Regions from separate parts of the Mus musculus genome. Here regions 1 and 3 are each linked to region 2. The links are chromatin contacts, called in public Hi-C and Micro-C maps. All regions are on one chromosome and are shown on one strand. The core of a region is the stretch at or near the end of the contact, and the rest is flanking DNA. Distances in the headings are between cores, read along the strand shown.

Region 1 (2,700 bases), core at 135-2,634, 8.0 Mb after region 2:
ACCGGGAGCGCAGCTAATGGCACAGTGATGCTGTTCTTGCTGCAGCGGCAGCGGCGGTTGCGGCTGCTGAGGCAATATTGTCCGGGAACCTGCGGACATGTGAAACAAAGGGGAAGCGGCCTGGGGGTGCAGCAGGCACGGTGGATGTTGCAGCAGGTGGCAGTAGCTCCACGGAGCAAAGGACGGACTCTGCGCAGACCCAGTTCCTCCTCCTGTAACCCCCTGCATGATGCTCTCGATGGTGAACGAAGCGCACCCGCGTCCGGACCGAGTTCCAGAGCTCTGGTCTCTCTCCCAAGGCTGGGAACCCAGTACGGGCTGCAGCGCGGGAATGGCTAAGGGGGTGGCGGGGTCCGCGCCTTCCGCTTTTCTAGGGTTGTCGCCATAGGCCGGGGCCGCGAGCAGCAGGTAGCGCATGGGATGCGGATGCAGCGGGGCGCACGGGTGACTCCGAGGCGGGGCAGCGGGATGAGCTGCGAGGTTAGGCTGTGGTGGGGCAGAGTAGCGGAGCAGGAGGCTGGGCTGGGAGACGTGCAGGGTGGCGGGCACAGCGGGTGGAGGGAAAGGGCAGTGCGGGTGGCCTCCCGAGGGCGGGTGGTGGCGCTTGAAGCGCTTCCTGCGCCGGAGGAAGCTGCCGTTGTCGAACATGTCCTGGGAGGCGGGGTCCAGGCTCCAATAGTTGCCCTTGCCCGGGTGGCCCGGCTCGCGAGGGATCTTGACGAAGCAGTCGTTGAGCGACAGGTTGTGGCGGATGCTGTTCTGCCAGGCGGGGAACTTACGGCGGTAATAGGGGAAGCGGCCGCTGATGAAGGCGCAGATACCGCTGAGCGTCAGGCGCTTGTGCGGGCTCTGCAGGATGGCCATGGTGATGAGCGCGATGTAGGAGTACGGGGGTTTGGCGGGCTGCGGGCCGTCGGCTGTGGTGGTCGCCGGGGTCCGTGGTGCTCGGAACTTGCGGAGGAACCCGGAGGAGTTACTCAGATCGCCGCAGTCCCCCGCGCTCCTCCCTGCAAGAGTGCGGGCTCCGGGCCTCTGCAGGGATCGCTCCAGGCACTTATGGCTCTCCTCCTCGTCATCCTCTTCTTCCGTCTGATCTCCATCTTCCTCCTCTGCCAGCACGTCGATCTCCACCTCATCCTGGTCGGAACTTAGAGGACTGGGCGGTGGAGTGGAACGAAGGTGCCCAGCTCTTGCTGAGTTCATGGAGGATAGGAGGGAAGAGGGAGAGGAGGGGACGGACGTGGGGGCAGCTCACCTGGTTTGGGATGGGTGAGTTAGCAAGGATGAGTCTGCTGGGAAACTGGAGCGCTCCTAGGTTAGGCTTCCTTGTTCTTTTCTGCTTTTTCTTTCTAACACCCTTTGGCAAGGAGCACTTGGTGTTTTAAGTTTCTCTGAGAAGTGCGCAGCTATATATCCTTCTTTGCCGTTCCTCGGGCTGGAGCCACGTCCTCCTGACGCGGTCCAATGATGGGGGGTCCTTGGTCCCTCCTCTTCACAACCATCCACTACGGAGGATGGTTTAATCAGCCAAAGTGCTCTGACATTGTGCGGGCTCTGTTGATGTTTCTCTAAAGCTGCACAAATAAAAATCAAGAGGGAAAACATGATACACAACGACGATGTGGGACCACGTCGACATTTAGACCTTCCCAGTACTGACTTTGGCGAGTAATGAGATGTATCTCAAACAGAATGGCACACTGACTTAAAGCTATATGCCCCCATTCCAGAGAAATGGCTCCTTCCCTCCTCGTAAACTTCACCAAATAATCCCGTGACTCGATTTCCCTAAAAACTAAAGCATCCTAGCATAAACTGTGGAAGTTCAGTGTGGACTTTAAAAGGAAAAAAAAAAAAAGTATTTTCTTAGTCTCTTTTCCTCCAGCTTCTTTTACTATTTAGCCAGCGGAGCAAAGGTGCAAATTATTTTTTCACGTTCAGACAGGGATGCCTAGAAGAGGCTTCAGAAAGCAACACACTAGCACCACAGAGGCAACTGGTATCTTCATCTTCTTTTCCTTCGTTGTCTTTACCAACTACATTGATTTCACTACACAAATACTGTTTCCCCCAAAGTAATTTTATAAAGAAAGGAATGCCCTCACTATATGAGTGCATCTACCTGCTTGGCTTTGTCCCCTACCCCTCCCCCCAACCCGAACATCCATCCAGAAACACAAGTGCTTTACTGTGGTAATAACAATAAATCGAGGAAGGGCGGGGTTGCAGTGTCCCTGACACTAGATAGTCCAGAGGTCCATGGTAAGGCATCCACACTGCAGAGCAGGACAGGGACCCCAGGACTTGCTTGAAGGCTTTGGAGTACCTAAGCTTTTAGATTGGTTTCATGTGAGTTAGCCCAGCAGCTAAAGTAACAATATGGTAGAGTATGTCTGTTACATAAATAGGGATTGCATAGCAAAATACAAAGTACATATTGGGGGAATTGGGAAGGTGAAATCTAAAAAGATGCACTAGGAAAGGATGAAAGTTGTGCCACCTTCAACGTTTATGTTTGTGATTGTGACCTTTATTGAGAAATCAGAAACTGACTACCAAAAATAGCTCATCGCCTTTGGGATTAAAGTAGTTTAAAGAAGTTAGCATCTTTTGGAGAGCAGCTCCCTTGCCAGCCTTTGAGTTAAGCTGCATTGCTCTGTGGAGGGTTTTACCCTCCAAGGCTCTCTATTGTGTGCAGCT
Region 2 (2,700 bases), core at 4-2,503:
CTCTGGTTTGCCGAGTGGCACAGAGCCTTGACTGGCACCCCGAATGCCCCATACTCCGGGCCTACCGGGACCCCAGCTGCGGCGGCAGCAGCGGCAGCCGCGGCTACCGAATCCATCACGCCAACATGAGGCCACACGGAGCCGACAACATTGCTGAGCTGGCCCGGCACGGGGTAGCCCAAGTGGTGCATGACCGACGCCAAAGGCAACCCTCCAGCCTGCAGCACGCCCTTGTAGTCCCGCCCGATGATGTTCTCTATGGCGAACGGATGTTTGAAGCCTGTGGTGGACGCGGCGGCTGCAGCGGCGGCGGCGGCGGCCGAGCCCAGCCCGTAGGGTGGGAACTGAGACAGACGCCCCACGCTGCCCACCGCTGCGGCCGCCGCCGCTGCTGCGGCCGCCGCCACGGCCGCCGCCTCCTGCATCTTGCCGGGATGGGACGTCTGCGGAGGCTGCGACTGCGGCTGTGGCTGCTGCGCGGGCTGCGACGGGAGGTGTGGAGGCTGCGGAGCCGGAGCCGGCTGCTGGTGGAAATAGGGCACCATGTGCGGCGGCGGCGGCGGGGGCGGCTGCGGCGGGTGGTGATGGTGGTGATGGTGTGCGGCGTGGTGGTGATGGTGGTGGTGGTGGTGTGCGTGGTGGGGATGGTGGGGATGCAGGTGACCTCCTGGCCCCGTGCCGGGCGCGCCCTTGCTGCTTCCTGAGTGTAGGTGAGCGTGGTCTGCGCGTAGCACCTTGAAGCGCTTGCGGCGCCGCAGGAAGCTGCCGTTCTCGAACATGTCACCGCAGTCAGGGTGTAGCGCCCAGAAGCTGCCCTTACCGGGTTGGTCCGGCCTCCGAGGGATCTTGATGAAACAGTCGTTGAAGGAGAGGTTGTGGCGCAGGCTGTTCTGCCAGCGCTGCGTGTGCTCGCGGTAGTAGGGGAAGCGCTCCATGATGAACTTGTAGATGTCGCTCAGAGGCAGCATCTTCTCAGCCGAATGCTGGATGGCCATGGCGGTCAGTGAGATGTAAGAGTAGGGCGGCTTTTGGTCGCTGTAGGAACTCTTCCCTGGCCGTGGCATCTTCCCAGGCTCTTCCACTTCCGTCCGGCCCACAGTGGGCCTTAACGCCTCTCGGAAAGCCGGATACCAGGCTTAAGTGTCCCCACTAATTCTCTCTCCACCTGCGCAGCCTGATCCCCAGCTTTCTTGGTCCCCAGACCCCTTTTGCCTTGGTCCTCCTCCTTCGGGGAGCTGCCCCGGGTCCCCGCAATTGGCTTTTTGAGCCAATACAGTTTTATGGCGCTCACAACTTCTGGTCTTGACTGTCGTGGGCAGGCCCTCACAGTAGCCAGAGAGACTCGCCAGCTTTACCTTGCTTTTCTCCGTCTCGTCCTCCTCTTGGATGACTAGACTTGAGCTCTGGAGCGAAAGGCTGTGGAATGAGTTTCTTTTTGGTCTCTTTTCCCTTTATCGGTACAAAGGCAGCTCAGATCAAACCAACTGGATAATGAAGACTGGCTTTTTAAGCTCGAGTCCACACTAGCTGTCCCGAGGCCACTGGTGACCGATCTTTCGACCCTGGAAGCTGACCTGGTACTGGGTCTGTCCGCGCTGGAGTTCAAATCTTACAAAAAGGGGTAGACAGGGTAAGAAGAGAGAGAGGGAGCGCGCACTTTCCTATCCGCTACTGTACGTACGTACCCTCTTTTTTCAGGAGATCTGCAGGCAAGCTGAAAATGGAAGAGGCACCGAGCTCTAGGTGGTGGTTCCAAGAAAAAAGTTTGGTGCTGTCTACAGCAGCGGCGCCCACCGTCAGGCTCTATGGAGGGGACGGTGTCAGAACTCCCGGAGCTAGCCGCAGGCTGCAGGGGGCGTCTGCGTAGACAGGCTAGGACCCGGCTCGCCCGGTCCGAACAGCCGTCTGAGCTGCAGCTGCAGCCGCTCTGCCCCGCGGGTTTTGAGAAGACGCGCTGCTGTGGCAGCGACGCGCTCTCCTGGCTGCGTTTTGTAATGGTCCCCGAGACGCCGAGACCCCTGCAGCTTGCGCTTCGAGACTATCACATGACCGAGGCTGAGGGACTCCGCCGCCGCCGCCTCCACAGCCTCTTCTTTTGCTGAAGAAGGGGCAAGAAGGCACAATTTCTCGTCTCCGCCCCTTCTCCATTTCCACTGGTCACCCCGACCCTTCGCTTTCACTTCCCGCTTGCCAGCCCAGGCTTCAGCCGTCTGACCACTGAGAAGGGGTCACTGTCTAGTTGTGGGGGTCTGCTGTTCCACAGCAAGGGGGCACGGCACTGCTTTCTCACCCGTCAGGTCTTGCATAGCTCTCTCCCTTTATCATTCAGTCTTTTCACCCACTCTCCCTTAGTTTCCCGGTGGCCTAGCCATTTAGGTCTCCAGTTTGGAGCACCTTTGTCTCCAGCTCCTTTTCTCTTGGAGAAACAGAGACGCCCAGAGGGTTGTAAGTGGAAACCAATAGAAAGAAGAGCTGGGGCCTACAGATCGGCCCATTTTTTGGCAGGTTCAGCGAGGCACGAATTGCTCTTTGCACCCCAGAACCTTGATTTAGGGGGCAGAAAGATAATAGGCAGGGAATTAGGAGGCAAGAAGCTTGGCGGGTGGAGAAACTCCAACACGTCTTCCTGAAAGGGGCGGACAGACGGCGTGAGGTCTCTTTGGGGTGGCGATATTAGAGGCAGGGGAAAGAATGAGGAGT
Region 3 (2,700 bases), core at 74-2,573, 8.7 Mb after region 2:
TCAGGTACCGCAGCAGACCCGTTTACGTTAACTTTCACCCACACAGTAAGAAGCGGAGCGCACGTTCCCAGGGGCCGCTAAAAGACCGTCCGGGACTTCCGTTGGCTCCTTCCCACTGAGTTGTTAAAGCGGTCCTGAGCCTACTTTATGCCTTGATTTTTGTTCGGTTGTTTTCTTGGTTGAGTGAAAAAAGGCAGCCTTCTCTACACGTACGTAGTAATACTCGACATTGGACAAACCAATACTGAAAACAAGCAAAGAGTATAAACGAAATTTATGCTGTAAAAAAAAAAGGCTTATGCAGTCTAAGGTTATACAGGAGACTCTTCATCGTCACGCAAAGATTGTTACGAGTAGGGTCTATTCCTTATTCTTAAGTAAAACACAGCGTCTGTGGGGATTTGAACTGGGCAATTCCGGACCTTGGCTGATTCAGTGGCCTTTGCGTGAACAAAATACCAGGTAACTTTGGGGCCACTAATGTGTCTTCTCCCTACACCCTCGGAAAGTTTAAACAGTGCTTAAGAAAAACATCCAAGAGAGCACTTGGCAGTCCAAGGCAGAGAGGTCATTCAAGGCAGAGATTGTTTATTTTAAAGACAAGAGGAGGTTAAGTAGAAAATTGAAGTTACCCTATAAAACGAGTTGTCTTCCTGAAGCCTGACAGATTAAAAAAAAAAATACTCATTTTTCTTCTGTAGCAATGAAAAAGAAACTAGATTGCAAAACCAAGCGAAGAATTCCCGAATCACTACTACCCCTCTTTTGATTCCTCTTGCCAGGTGGAGACTTTCCGGTTCTTGAAACCCGGTTCTCCCGGGGCCGACCTGCGGAGTACCCTCAATTCCCTCGCAAGCTCCGAATGGCTGAGGCCAAGGGTGGGAAGGAAAGCGGTCTAGGGCTCAGTGCTTCGAGGCCAGTGCTGGAGCGACGTGAGAGGGTAGGGGAGAGGCCTGCCGGCTGGCTTACAAACACCCACCCCCCTCCCCATCGTCCCCCGCCCCACACCCGGTCCGCCCAGCGCTCCCGCGGTACCGCAGCGGCGCAGTCCCTCCCGGCTCAGGAAGGGGTAACAGAGCGCTTGGCAGAGGGGGCTGTGAGCGCCCCCGCCTGAGAGGCCAGGCTGCAGGTGGCGGGGAAGGTGAGGTGCAGGAACCCGAGGGGTGCCTGCCAGGGAGGAGGAAAGCGCGTGGGGAGCGCAAGGAGGCTGGGACCCCGATTGGGGGGGGGGTGGCGGCGGGAGGGAGGAGGGACTGGGGGGGGAGGGTGGCGGAGGAGGTGCTGGGTCCAGTCTGCGAGGAAGGGACCAGGGAAGGAAGTGGCTCAGACCGTAATCAGAGCTCTCCCCGGCTCCTTGCAGCTGCTGGAGAGCCTCAGCGTGGGAGGACCTGCGGGTGGAGCCTGCGCCCCGAGAGCGGCGGGCAGAGAGGCGGCACGCGTGGGTACCGGCGGGCTGCGAGCGCCATCGGAGCCGGGGAGACTGCTGCCGTAGCTCCGGCCGCCGCGGACCTTCCGGGGCCTCCCGAGAGCGGGCCTCCGAGCTCTGTGCTCCAGCTCCCGCCGCCGGCCGGGGGGAGCCCTGGGCATGAACGGCTACGGCTCCCCCTACCTGTACATGGGCGGCCCGGTGTCGCAGCCGCCGCGGGCGCCCTTGCAGCGCACGCCCAAGTGCGCGCGCTGCCGGAACCACGGGGTGCTGTCCTGGCTCAAGGGCCACAAGCGCTACTGTCGCTTCAAGGACTGCACCTGCGAGAAGTGCATCCTGATCATCGAGCGGCAGCGGGTGATGGCGGCGCAGGTGGCGCTGCGCAGGCAGCAGGCCAACGAGAGCCTGGAGAGCCTCATCCCGGACTCGCTGCGGGCTCTGCCAGGGCCCCCGCCGCCGGGGGACGCTGCGGCCACCGCCGCTACCGCCTCGCAGTCGTCGCCAGCCTCCCAAGCGTCCCAGCCGCCCGCGCCGCCTCGTCCCACCGCGGAGTTGGCCGCGGCCGCCGCGCTGCGCTGGGTCGCGGAGCCCCAGCCCGGGACGCTGCCAGCGCAGCTTGCTAAACCAGGTGAGAGCGTCTGCGGCGCTGGGGTCGCGCTCCGAATGAGGGAGCTTCGAGGGCTCTTCGGGATCGTGGGGGAAGGCCGAAGACAAGTTTGTGGGAAGTGGACCTGGTTGGACCTGCCCCACCCCCACCAGGCACCGGTTCTTACTCTCCCGGAAAGGGGGTCTCGAGAGTCTGAAGCCGATGGAACCCAGGAGCCCGCCAGAGGGGCCAACCAGATCGCCTGGCTGTGTCCCTATCGTCAGAGGCTTTCCCCGGGTTGAAAGGGAACATAGCAGGTCAATTTTAAAAATAAAATGATGTCTTGGGGAAGACCGACTTTAAACACACCACAATGAGGAGGGTTATCCGGGCTGCGGGTTTTAGACGGGTGGGGGCTCTCACTTGGAGCGAGGGGGTAAGTAGGTGCTGGCTAGCAGTCAGGGCCCAGTGCTTTGCTGTTTCTAGGTGATTCTTGGCTTGGTCCGGAACAGGCGTTTTGTCTCTTACTTAAAGGAACTAGGAGTCGTTTTGTTTTTTTTAGCCAGGCTAAGAGGCCTCAAGACTTAGAATTTGAAAAAAAAAAAAAAAAAAAAGGCGCCTTTTAAGAACTCTAAGGAAAAGGCTCCAAAGTGAAGCTACTTAACTCTCTTTTGCTGAACTACTTCTT

What was found. Hi-C and Micro-C count contacts between places; a contact is called where the count stands out from the background.
Region 1: a contact with region 2 is called in a Micro-C map of embryonic stem cells, with 21 times the contacts expected there. A contact is called at or near these places in 1 of 39 promoter capture datasets (embryonic stem cells) and 5 of 484 Hi-C or Micro-C datasets (all in embryonic stem cells).
Region 3: a contact with region 2 is called in a Hi-C map of embryonic stem cells, with 10 times the contacts expected there. A contact is called at or near these places in 5 of 484 Hi-C or Micro-C datasets (all in embryonic stem cells), 2 of 130 datasets of targeted methods (both in embryonic stem cells) and 1 of 9 other capture datasets (embryonic tail).

What each region holds. Positions count from the first base shown.
Region 1 is chr19:24,899,632-24,902,331 of GRCm38.p6, forward strand. It overlaps Foxd4 (forkhead box D4), which reads right to left and starts at 1,385. Exons shown (of 1, transcript NM_008022.3): 1 at 1-1,385. The coding sequence starts at 1,203.
Region 2 is chr19:16,872,577-16,875,276 of GRCm38.p6, forward strand. Foxb2 (forkhead box B2) reads right to left here and starts at 1,254. Exons shown (of 1, transcript NM_008023.2): 1 at 1-1,254. The coding sequence starts at 1,064.
Region 3 is chr19:25,609,214-25,611,913 of GRCm38.p6, forward strand. It overlaps Dmrt3 (doublesex and mab-3 related transcription factor 3), which reads left to right and starts at 1,324. Exons shown (of 2, transcript NM_177360.3): 1 at 1,324-2,054. The coding sequence starts at 1,586.